4 separate regions of the Mus musculus genome follow, and regions 1, 2 and 4 are each linked to region 3. A link is a contact called in public Hi-C and HiChIP or PLAC-seq data. All regions are on one chromosome and are shown on one strand. Each heading gives the region's core, a stretch centred on a gene start, on an enhancer-like site or on the middle of the called end of the contact. The rest is flanking DNA. Distances are from core to core; before and after follow the strand shown.

Region 1 (2,700 bases), core at 38-2,537, 370 kb after region 3:
GTAAAAGGTAAAATTTCACATTGGAAACTAGCAAAAAGTCTAAAGTCGGTCATTTAGAACTTGTGGATAAACAATGCCACCTTCCTGAGATTTGGCAGCCGGGGCCAGTTCCGGGGCCAGTTATTTTAAAAGAAAGGCACGTGGGTAAATAGATTAATATCACTGCTGTTTATTGCAGAGTAGTCACAATTCAGGGCGCTGTCTTAACTGTGTGTCTATCTTTAGTGAAGTAACGTTTGTGGAAAAGTTAGAGGTGGTTACACACAGCGCCTCTGCCTGCTCCTGCATGCCCCGTGCGCATGCGCAGTGAGCATTCACAGCTCTCCCACTCAGTGGCTGGCTCTCTGAACCCCTGCGAGCTGTTTTCACTTCCTTTAAATTCTTATATTAACATTTCCTTAAAGACTTTTTGTTTCTGTTCTGTGCTGCGCTCATGACCCTAAATATACCAGCTTACAACAACTGGGGAATCCTCCAAATGTGCGCTTTCGACATGAATAACGTGGTTTTGTTTGGTCTGCATTATTGACAAAGGTCCTTGATCATAACTCGTGGTTCGCCTTGACAGAACATGGTTGGTCTTCCCTGCTCCAGATCCCCCTTAGAGTAGCAGGCATCGTGTTCTGGAAACTATCCTGCATTGCTGTTGATAGAATTTCTTGATGTGTAGGATATGATGTGAGAATTCCGTTAGATGTTCGGGAAAGTTCTCTTGTACCTTCTTAGTGTCTCTTTCCCCTTTATTCCTTTTAAAAGGCATTCTTGGAGGCTTGGCTCTGGCATTCTTGCTAACTATGCCTACCCCCTCCTTTTCTTCTGTATAAGCAAAGTGGCTTTGAGGAACATCTGAGACGTTTTCAATGTGTAAACAGCCTTTTAAAGAAATAGCTGCTGTGTTCTCCCATCACAAGCTGACTTGTAACACTTGAAAGACAAACAGAGGCCTGTGTGTTCTCTGTTATTGTTGCACCCCCTCACATAGCTGTCTGCGTTTGTCAGCAGTTTGTTTTGACTCATAATGCCAGGGAGGGGGTGGCTTGGTGTGTTTTTGTCAGTTATGCAGTGTAGGATGTCAGTTATCTCAAAGTTACCATTATGTTTGGCTGCTGTCCCTCTATGTAAAGAAAGCCTCAGCATTGGTTCCTGTTTCTCAGGCCAGTGTTGGGTTTTGAAACTTGCCCTTAAAATAAATGCCAAACTGTTTTTCTCATCTTGTAACCCTGGAGGTCAGAGGCTGGCTCTCTTGTTTCATTATTGTCTCGGTGACGTGTTTGTGGTATTTCCCCAGACTGGTTTGAGAACCTACCTGAACTGCCCTTTTCAAGTTCCCGTTGCTCTTCTAGAGTTGGGGATCTTGTGTATTCCAACAAGGTTGGAAACACTCCCAAATCAACATTTCATTTTGAAAGCGGTACTTTCAGACCCAGATGACTCTCCTACATTAATTCGTATGGGGACATCAACGGTTGTTGTACTTGACAGAGGCAGGGACCCTGGGCTTGACAGGGACGCCATTCTTCAAGAGAAAGTGTCCCAGGTAGCCTCTCCTAACATTCTTCCCATTTCCTTAGAACACTGACGCTCCCCCAGTTTTAGGCAAACTGTCATCTTTCCCAGCCAAGACCACCAACCTTAGGAAGTAGCAGGAGCTTTGGAGGTGAAACACAAAGGCAAATGCTATTGATCTTAGGCCACCAAGATTCTCATTGGATTTGAGTCAGTACAGATGTCTGCTGGCTCCGATGACTGCCCGCCATGTAAAGTGTCTGGCTGCCACCTCTGCTGTGTGTATGGCTTCATCCTAACAGCAAGTGCATACGCGTTTACTGCAGCCTGTCTCTTATGGGGGATTAAAATAGCCAGAAGGCCTGAATACCTAGCATTTTTATCTAGTATTTCAGCGATGGCGAGTTCATGGGGTGAGGGGTGAGACTGTGTTTGCTGTCCCGCCTCTCAAGCCATGACCTTTAACGAGGGGTTATTTTAGAAAGTTCCCAATTCACTGCGGGTCACTGGAGCTTGGGCAGAAGTGGGGATGCACGGCATTTTCATAGATCACCCAGCGGCTTCTCTACCTGAGCTGGAACTCATGGATTGTAAAGATTTCAAGCATTTGCCCTGAGTCTCTGTGTGCCTCCGAGTATTATCCATTTGCCAAAGGCTAAGCTGTGTTCACCACACCCCTCTCTTGTCATTCCTTAGTGTGGTGTGGATCCAGTTCACGCTCGCTGCTCCAGTCCTGACAGCTAACTGTGAGGCCTCTTCTGAATAGTCAGTGCCTAGGATTTAAGCTTTATTTTGTGTTTGTGGGAGCATCCTAGCTGATAGTTTAGACGTTGAACTCCGTCTTACACCTTTGATGTCCTACTTTGTTGAGGGGTGTTCAAGTCAGAAGGTTTCACAGATAAGATCTTGGAACCCAGCTGGGGGTCAGGAAAGACTGCTTGTGAGGAAATACTTTGGATCTAATGTTAACACTCCTGTCGGGGCATGGATTGGACTCAGGTAGAGAAGTGTACCACAGGAGACATTTAAGGACGTAGAGAAGCACTCCTAAGTTGGAGTCACGTGAGAACATGTTTTGTTGGGTTCTGAGTGTTCGATGGCTAAGCACTGTAGGGAATGGGAGACTGGGTGTACTGTAGGGAATGGGAGACTGGGTGCACTGTAGGGAATGGGAGACTGGGTGCACTGTAGGGA
Region 2 (2,700 bases), core at 40-2,539, 370 kb before region 3:
TTCCTCCAAACTGACGAGGAAACCAGAAGCTCTCTGGTTCCCCAGATATATTGGAGAAAATCACATTTCTTTATAACAAATGATTCTAGCAACAGAATCAGCAAACTCCAACGGTACTTAGATGTTGCTTTTTCCATACACTAGGGGGCACTCGTGATTTATTCAACGCTACTCTTAGACTTTTATTAAAAATTCAGTGTTGCCAGCAACTTTTTACCTTTGAATGGGCAGGATGGAGTAACAACCAAATGTTCAAAAGATTGCGTTTAAGCAGAGAATGGTTAAAATATAGTCTCTGTAGCACCCAGAAGGAGAGAAGTGTCTATTGTCTACCTTTTTAGGTTAATACTATTCCCATCCTGAAGTTGTACTGAGTTCAAAGTTATTACTGTGTTACAGCAGATTCGGGCTGAAATTTGTTAAAGAAGAGATAGGTGATTAAACACCACATTTGTATGTACAGTTTTTCCTGTTGACTCTTATTTTATTTTTCTTTCTTTCTTTCTTTCTTTTTTTTGGGGGGGGGGCGGGAGCTTCTGTAGAAGGACAGGGTTTTTAATGATCAAAAACACGTGTATGTAGGCTACTAGAAGAAACTAATCGGGCTCTATTCATTTAGATTTAACGAGGTGGGATAAAAAGAAGTTATAACACAAGGGCAGAACAAATACCCAAGACCTTCATCAGCAAAGTTCAAAATATTAGAGAAGAAGCCCTAATTATGTGTATAATGTGTGCTCTGAAGCTTTGACAGAGGAGGGCGAAATTAACAGCAAAGGCAGAACCCACAGAAGGAAATGGAAAGAAGCTCCAATGTTTGCTGTGAAGGCTTGAAACCAAAGAAGCTACCAATTAAAAGCACTGACAGTAATTCCATGAGGTGTGACTAAGATAGCTGAAGCAACACTAACCAGAGGTCATAGTACAATCTACTTTGCGTGTATGTTTTTTTCATCATCGGTTGTTTTTAAAAATGTGTTTCACACTTCCCTAAAGCTTAGCATTAGTTTAAAGGAAGGAAGACTACTTAAAATTTTTTTCTTTTACTCATTTAATCTTCAATCAGGTTTTCCTGCCACCCAAATGAAGCTGTTGATTCTATCTTCATGGAGCCAAGAGTGATGACTGTCTCCTGTACTTCAGGGAACACTGCCTAATAGTGGACAAGGTCAGTTGTACTTTTTGCTTTTGTGACCCCTTAAAGAAAATGAGTCACAGTAGCCTTGCAAACCTGCCTGATCTGTACCACATGCTCTCAGCTGTCACTAGTAAAGCAAAGGCGAGCTGCAGATTAGACAGACACACAGCCATATTTAGCAGACACACAGCCGTGCTAGGCTGAGTGCTTGTGGGAGATAATAACTACTCACGGCAGCGCTGCCTCCAGGTTTGTCTCCTCCTGAATCCCATGCCACCTTCTTGCTCTCTTCTAAATTAGTTTCTCCTAAGCCCAATAAGCCTCCTTTGACCTGAAGTCATTCCTTTTGCTATCTGGTTTCTACTCCTACCCAGATGACTAGATTACTTGCTGACTTCAGGCCTTTTCCTGTCAGCTTCAGGAGATAGTGGCTGTTCAATGACAGGAATGTTTATAACTGTTTGTACACATCTCCTAACCTGGAAAGAAGGATGTAGCAGCTTACATAATAGAAATTTAGAAATGTATGTATATATATATATATATATATATATATATATATATATATACACACACACACACACACATATAAAGATTTATATGTTAAAGCTATACATATGTATATATAATAAAGCTGGTTATCTATATCTATCTATATCTGTAACTGTACCTATATCTACTTGCAAACAAATTAATAACTGAAGAATGGCTTGATAGAATCAAATAGTATTAAAATTTTGAGTTATTAAGTATTTACTGCTTTCCTGTCTCCATCTGCACCTGGGAGCTAAGGCAATTCCACAACCCTCTGTACACAGGCCCTCCAGGAGAGAGCTGGTCTCCCAGGAGTGAGAGCACTCCTGTGATCAGACGTGAGATCTCTGCTTTCTCTCCAATAATTGTCCAAAGTGGGATGAGCCAGCAGTGCACAGGGCACAGGAACAGTGGAACAGCTGAGACACGATCCTTCCATACTCCATCTGCACGCAGGAGCTAAGGTTATTCCACAGCCCTCGATACCCAAACACTGTCCAGGAGAGAGTTGGTCTTGCCAGGAGTGCTGACACAGGCTTAAAGGCCCACAGGAAGGACAAGCTACAGTCAGAGACAGCAAGACCAACTAACACCAGAGATAACCAAATGGTGAAAGGCAAGAGCAAGAACCTTACCAACAGAAAACAAGGCTACTTGGCATCATCAGAACCAGTTCTCCCACCACAGCCAGTCCTGGATAACACAACACACTGGAAAAGCAAGATTTTAATTAAAAAATCACATATCATAATGCTAATAGAAGACTTTGGGAAGTACATAAATAACTTCCTTAAAGAAATGCAGGAGAACGCAGGTAAACACGTAGATGCCCTTAAAGAGGAAGCACAAAAATCCCTCGAAGGAATTACAGGAAAACACAACCAAACAGGTGAAGAAACTAAACAAAACAATCTAGGATCTAAAAATGGAAATAGAAAAAAAAATAAAGAAATCACAAAGGGAGACAATCCTGGAGATAGAAAACCTAGGAAAGAGACCAGGAGTCATAGATGTAAGCATCACCAACA
Region 3 (2,700 bases), core at 189-2,688:
CACATGACTGAAGCTGCCAAATTCTGCTGCTTGCTAGGAATAGAACATCACCCATTTGTTCAATTACATCATCACAAGCTTTCTGTTTTTTTTAAACTTTTTTTTTTCAAGACAGGGTTTCTCTGTGTAGTCCTGGCTGTTCTGGAACTCACTTTGTAGACCAGGCTGGCCTCAAACTCAGAAACCCACCTGCCTCTGCCTCCCAAGTGCTGGGATAAAAGGCTTGCGCCACCACACCGGGCTCAAGCTTTCTGTTTTTTAATGATTTCCTTCACTAACTAAGCTTGTCTGCTCTAGAACTTGTTCTGTAGACCAGGAAGACCTTGAACCTCAGACATCTGCATACCTCTGTCTCCTGTGTGTTGAAATTAAAGAGGTATACAACATGGATTGAAGCTTTTCTTTATTTATTTTTTCATAAGATGGAACCTTAGCAAATGGGATCTTGTCCTGAGGCATCACTCCCTTAATTCCATTTAATATTTTTAATCTGTTTATCTCTTTGAACTCAGGATTTAGCTACATTCCTGGTTCCCCGTTAGCACTTGTACAATACATTTTGTACTTTTCCTTTCTTGTTACATTTCATCAAATTTATCTTCATAAAAGTGAACCATAGTCTATGCTAGGCTGTTTTGAGATTTCTTTTGCTAATGCAATTAATAAAAAAACAACAAAAAAAAAAAAACAAAACTCTTCACCTTAGCCTCAGGCAAACTCTTAAGACAAGAGCAAAAAAGCAGCCACATTTTTCACCAAAATATTATAAGAATAATCTCTAGGCAACAAACTAAAATTCTTCTCAATTGAAAATTCTTAAACCAGGTTCACATAGTTTAAATTATCATCAATACCACTGTCTTCCATGTTTCTACTAGTATGGCCCAATAAACCCCATTTAAAGTATTCCACTATGTTCCTAATCCAAAGTCCCAAAATTCCTCTAAACCAAAGCATTATTAGGCCTATCACAGCAATACCCCAGTTCCTGGTATCAACTTCTGTCTTAGGGTTTTATTGCTGTGAAGAGACACCATGACCAAGACAACTCTTCTACACATTTTAAAAACATTTTGAGGGGGCTGGCTTACATTTTCAGAGGTTTAGTCCCTTATCAGCATGGTGGGAAGCATGGCAGAATGCAGACAAACTCAGTGTTAGAGAAGAAACTGAGAGTTCTACATTTTGATTCACAGGCAACAAGGAGAAGATAGTGTCTTCTACACAGGGTGTAACTTGCGTGTATATGACACCTCAAAGCCTACCTCCACAGTACAACATTTCCTCCAACAAAGTTACACCTATTTCAACAAGGCCACACCATCTAATAGTGCCACTCCCCGCAGGCCAAACATTTAAACACATGAGTGTATGGGAGGGGCATACCTATTCAAACTCCTACAACCATCATATTGTAAAGACAAACTAGGCTCATTCTTATTTATGACTAAGTCTCTGTTTCTCAAGAACTGGGCTATGTCCCACCTGTAACCTCAGCTACAAATGGTTCTGTACTGCCTGTTTCAGGAAACCGCAACCACATTTTGTTTCAAAACCATCTTGAAAGCATACCTTTGTTTCAAAAGATTGTGATGACTATCTTGTTAGGACCATCTTGCTATCATGTCTGTGTTTCAGGAGATCATTATGACTAACTTGTTACGTTTATGTTCTGCTCCGGTATCCCTGTCTATTTTGCCTATTTGGAAACCCCCTACCTCTGAGCTATGCAACCTTGTCATCTCACATCCAATGCTGATTTCTTAAACCTTACCTTAGGGGGAGGTAGATCTTGAGAGTTTAAAAAGCCTGCTCTAATTACTTACTTCCTTGATTTAATTAATTGGAGCATGATGATTTGGATCTGTGGTATTCCTCCTAGAAACTTTGGGATTAACATCTGTTCTAGTGAGATAGGTAAAATAAAATATTCTCTTGTTTTCTTTTGCTCAGATTTCTGCCTTCTGTTCTCCAATAGCCAAAAAGAAAAAAAAAGTGCCTTAATAAAATATGCCTCTAAGTAAACTGATTCAGCAGAAACATGGATATTGGTCTCCAGAACAGATTTCTAGCAAGCCCTACTTTACTCATGAAAAGAGCTGAATAAAAGAATGAAAACAGAGTACAATGCACACAATTATGTTTGCTAAGGTTAGCCTCTGAGGTTAACCATCTACAAAGACAAAAACATATACAAAGTGTTTTAAAAGCAGTCCTTAAGCAGTTCTAAATTTTCTTTTCTTTTTCTTTTCTTTTTCTCTTCTTTTTCTCTTCTTTTTCTTTTCCTTTTTAACAGTTCTCTTAGTCATAGTCCTTTAAAAGCAAAAAGTATTATTTAAGGCAGAATTTACACCCATATATAAATTCATGGGCCTGATAGTATGGTATTATTAAACTTGATACCACTGATATTAACCTAAATGGCACAACATTGAACAAAATATTCAATGAATTCTGGATTATGATAAAATGACTTTATCGTTAATTAATCCAACATCTGGAATTTTCACCAACATTTATTAATTCAGTAGGTTCACACTTGCTAAATTTCAAGAGTTTTAAATAAAATCCCAGACATCCTATCAACTCACTAGGGTAGCACTATAGTTTCACAAAGAGCACTTCAGTCAGAAACAAACAGCAGTCTCAAAGGATCAAGATCCTTGTCTCATGTAAATATAACTAAAGGAACTTGCTAGA
Region 4 (2,700 bases), core at 12-2,511, 440 kb after region 3:
GTGTTTGGTCAAGTAAGATGACCCTGCAGACAAGCTTAATCCCCATGAACAACATTATGGAAGGAGAAAATCAACTATGACAATTTGTCCTCAGATGCCTCCCCACTCTCCAGATGCACACACTTGTGTGCATATGCACAGAAATTAAATATATGTTATAAAAATGAAATACTTTCTGAGTGTACTTTGATGGTTTTCTGCCTGCAGCTAATGTGATTTATAGTGACAGGAGGCAAATGAAAGAAAGTAAATTTTCTGGGATTGTGAGATACCAAAGCTCAAGTTGGCCACTTTGTGCTTCTCTCTGTCTCTGCTTCTCTTCTCCCTCTTTGCCTTTGATCACTGCCAAGACAAACAAGTTCACAGATACCTGTGAAACATTTCGCCATCAACATATTCTCCTCTGGCATCATCTTATGACAATTGATAATCAACTTTGTAAAGTAGACCCAAGGTGCAAGAGTTCGAAAACTCTGTATTTTTTTCTTTCTTTTAAAGAGATCTTTGCATTTTTCTTCTGTTCTTTCCTCATGAAGCTAGTCTGCCCCCAGGCCTACCACCCCCTACACTGGGAATCTGCTGAGTCCACAAAAGTGGAGGGACGATACAGTAATGATCCGGTGTAATAAACCAGCCAAATAATGCTCTGGTTTCTCAGCCTTCTTTTCCAGCTTTAATTAAGGCTCTAATGAATATGTACTTGGGGCTTAGGGTTTATCACAAATGAACTATGATCAAATCTCATTACACAGCTAGTGTGGAAATGTGTCTTTTTATGTTGGAAATTATTGCTCTGCAGTTGTATGGCAGAGGAAAATTTTAGAAGTAGCTGAAATATATATTTTCGTCTGGAAAGTCAGAGATATTCAAAGTAGGTTATAATCTGCATGAATGTTAAATATTGGATATGATGATTTTAGGGTAACATCAAGATGCTTATTACAACCATTTTGTTTTGACTTTATACTTTACACACACAAAAGAGTGAACTTTTCCACTTGGCCAGTTTCTTTACAGTTTATGCTTTTTAAATAAAATAATATTGTGCTTTTCTAGAAAAAAGTTGTGTCTATGTCATTCTGAAATTAGTAGTTCTTTGATCACCATTTTCCCTTCTGCAAGTTAGGACTTTAGTTTTCTGTGTCTGCTAAGTATTGGAAACTTTAATTTGGGAAAGGAATATTTTCCTCTTAGGCAACGCTTTCATGGTCATGCAATGCAGCTGACCTAACTACATATCTACACGTGTCTATTAATCAATAACTGCCTAAGATTGCTAAATACTTTCCTTGTGCTTTTATGACATTACCTTTTGTAAACCTTAATCAGAGTGTGACGTGTGTTTCTCCTAAATGGCCTCTGATGTGGTGCCTCTCTTCAGTTCTCTGTGGTTTCCTGTTTTTTTCATACATAGATTAAAGACTTTTGAGGTATTAAGTATCTTAACTTTCTTCTTTAATGGTGCTTCACACCTAAGCTTTCGTGCAGGCCTGTCTTGCTATTTTGTTTTCAGGCTACTTCCTACACCACTCTGTAATCACTTGGGTTTGTGTTGGGCAGTCCATCAGCACAGTTTTCTATTTTCCCCATTTGGATCATCGAGGGATATCTCTGTATGTCCCTCAAAGCCAGAGGTGGTGTTAGGCCTTTCCATAGTTAAGTGCCTCTAGTGTCATTGCCAGGTGATAGGTATGGCCCATCAGTGGCTCTGAGAGACCAGCAGAATCAACACTCATTTAAAAACTCATTTAAATTGCTCATTCTCTGGCCCCTCCCCAGGCCCACAGATTAATTTAGGTTCCAAATTCTCTGTGACAATAAGCCCTTTAAATGACATAGTCTGTGCTAACAATTTACTACTGTAGATAATGATAGTAATTCAGAATATTCAAGTTATAACTGTATGTGATCTTTAGTGAGAAAATGGGGATTGAGAGAGGCCAAGGAAATTTTCGCTCATTTCTGCTCAGTTTCTCCAGAGACAATGGTAAAGAAAAACTCAAGATTGAAACATGTACTATCTTTCTCACACATGCATATAGCTCTTGTGTCCTGTTTTGAAGACTGAAATATAAATGTTTAAAGTATGAATAGTTTCTTCCTTCCATCTATTCATGAGTAGGAACTTGGCATGATGAAAGGAGGAAAGGTTGCTAAGAAACAAATGATGGGTGTTACAGATTTTCATATTGGGAAGGAGGGTGGTCAAGGGCTGGGAATGGCTGAGTTCTAAAAGGGAGAGACAGATGTTCCCCCAAATCTGTTCACTAGTCCTCAAAAATTCTGAAGCATGTCAGTGCATGGCTTATTGAAACTGTTGCAGTATGATATATAATAAGATATATTGATTGGTAGGAAGAGAATAAACCAAATCCTATAAGATGGTTACACTTATGAAAGACACTTTCTAGTTGCATTCATAAGAAACATAAAAGAACATGTGTTTTCACCCCTACAAAAAGCATCTGGGAGGTGGGAGGCGGTTGATAATTGATGATTAGTCTATCTTCAGCATGCAAATAAAGAGTTCAGGGTGGCTAACACTTGGACCCTAGTGCCCTCTGTTTGATATGCATTTAGATATCCATGACCTGGATATCCATGAACTAGGATTCCTAGCAAACACAGAATAATCAAGTGACCATATTCCGTGGAGCCTGAATCATGAACCATATTTTCAACTATTCCAATGCAAGCCTG

What was found. A called contact is a pair of places that touch in the nucleus more often than the background predicts. HiChIP or PLAC-seq counts read pairs in DNA pulled down with a chosen protein or histone mark.
Region 1: a contact with region 3 is called in an H3K27ac HiChIP or PLAC-seq map of regulatory T cells, with 4 times the contacts expected there. The contact joins two enhancer-like sites. A contact is called at or near these places in 1 of 15 datasets of contacts at CTCF or cohesin (CD8 T cells), 3 of 484 Hi-C or Micro-C datasets (CD4 T cells, CD8 T cells and regulatory T cells) and 7 of 115 datasets of contacts at active chromatin or transcription factors (CD8 T cells, Th17 cells, effector CD8 T cells and 3 more).
Region 2: a Hi-C map of Th2 cells shows a contact between it and region 3, with 3 times the contacts expected there. The contact joins two enhancer-like sites. A contact is called at or near these places in 1 of 15 datasets of contacts at CTCF or cohesin (CD8 T cells), 5 of 484 Hi-C or Micro-C datasets (CD8 T cells, Th2 cells, embryonic stem cells and 1 more) and 1 of 115 datasets of contacts at active chromatin or transcription factors (memory CD8 T cells).
Region 4: a contact with region 3 is called in a BATF HiChIP or PLAC-seq map of CD8 T cells, with 6 read pairs. The contact joins two enhancer-like sites. A contact is called at or near these places in 4 of 484 Hi-C or Micro-C datasets (CD8 T cells and bone marrow-derived macrophages) and 5 of 115 datasets of contacts at active chromatin or transcription factors (CD8 T cells, effector CD8 T cells, regulatory T cells and 1 more).

The regions. Positions count from the first base shown.
Region 1 is chr16:52,060,129-52,062,828 of GRCm38.p6, forward strand. The region is part of intron 3 of Cblb (Casitas B-lineage lymphoma b); the gene reads left to right. Among named protein-coding and RNA genes, the nearest start is that of Cblb, 30 kb to the left of the region's middle. Within about 2 kb of position 1,288, at least 228 of the 459 cell types and tissues checked have an H3K27ac peak or open chromatin away from gene starts, as enhancers often do. A contact at or near this core is called in CD8 T cells, Th17 cells, effector CD8 T cells and 3 more, where this site is marked.
Region 2 is chr16:51,315,597-51,318,296 of GRCm38.p6, forward strand. No RefSeq gene overlaps it. Among named protein-coding and RNA genes, the nearest start is that of Gm32431, 270 kb to the left of the region's middle. Within about 2 kb of position 1,290, at least 8 of the 459 cell types and tissues checked have an H3K27ac peak or open chromatin away from gene starts, as enhancers often do. A contact at or near this core is called in CD8 T cells and Th2 cells, where this site is marked.
Region 3 is chr16:51,689,498-51,692,197 of GRCm38.p6, forward strand. No RefSeq gene overlaps it. Among named protein-coding and RNA genes, the nearest start is that of Gm29686, 300 kb to the right of the region's middle. Within about 2 kb of position 1,439, at least 31 of the 459 cell types and tissues checked have an H3K27ac peak or open chromatin away from gene starts, as enhancers often do. A contact at or near this core is called in CD8 T cells, Th17 cells, Th2 cells and 4 more, where this site is marked.
Region 4 is chr16:52,128,275-52,130,974 of GRCm38.p6, forward strand. All of the region lies in intron 4 of Cblb (Casitas B-lineage lymphoma b), which reads left to right. Among named protein-coding and RNA genes, the nearest start is that of Gm23513, 24 kb to the left of the region's middle. Within about 2 kb of position 1,262, at least 46 of the 459 cell types and tissues checked have an H3K27ac peak or open chromatin away from gene starts, as enhancers often do. A contact at or near this core is called in CD8 T cells, effector CD8 T cells, regulatory T cells and 1 more, where this site is marked.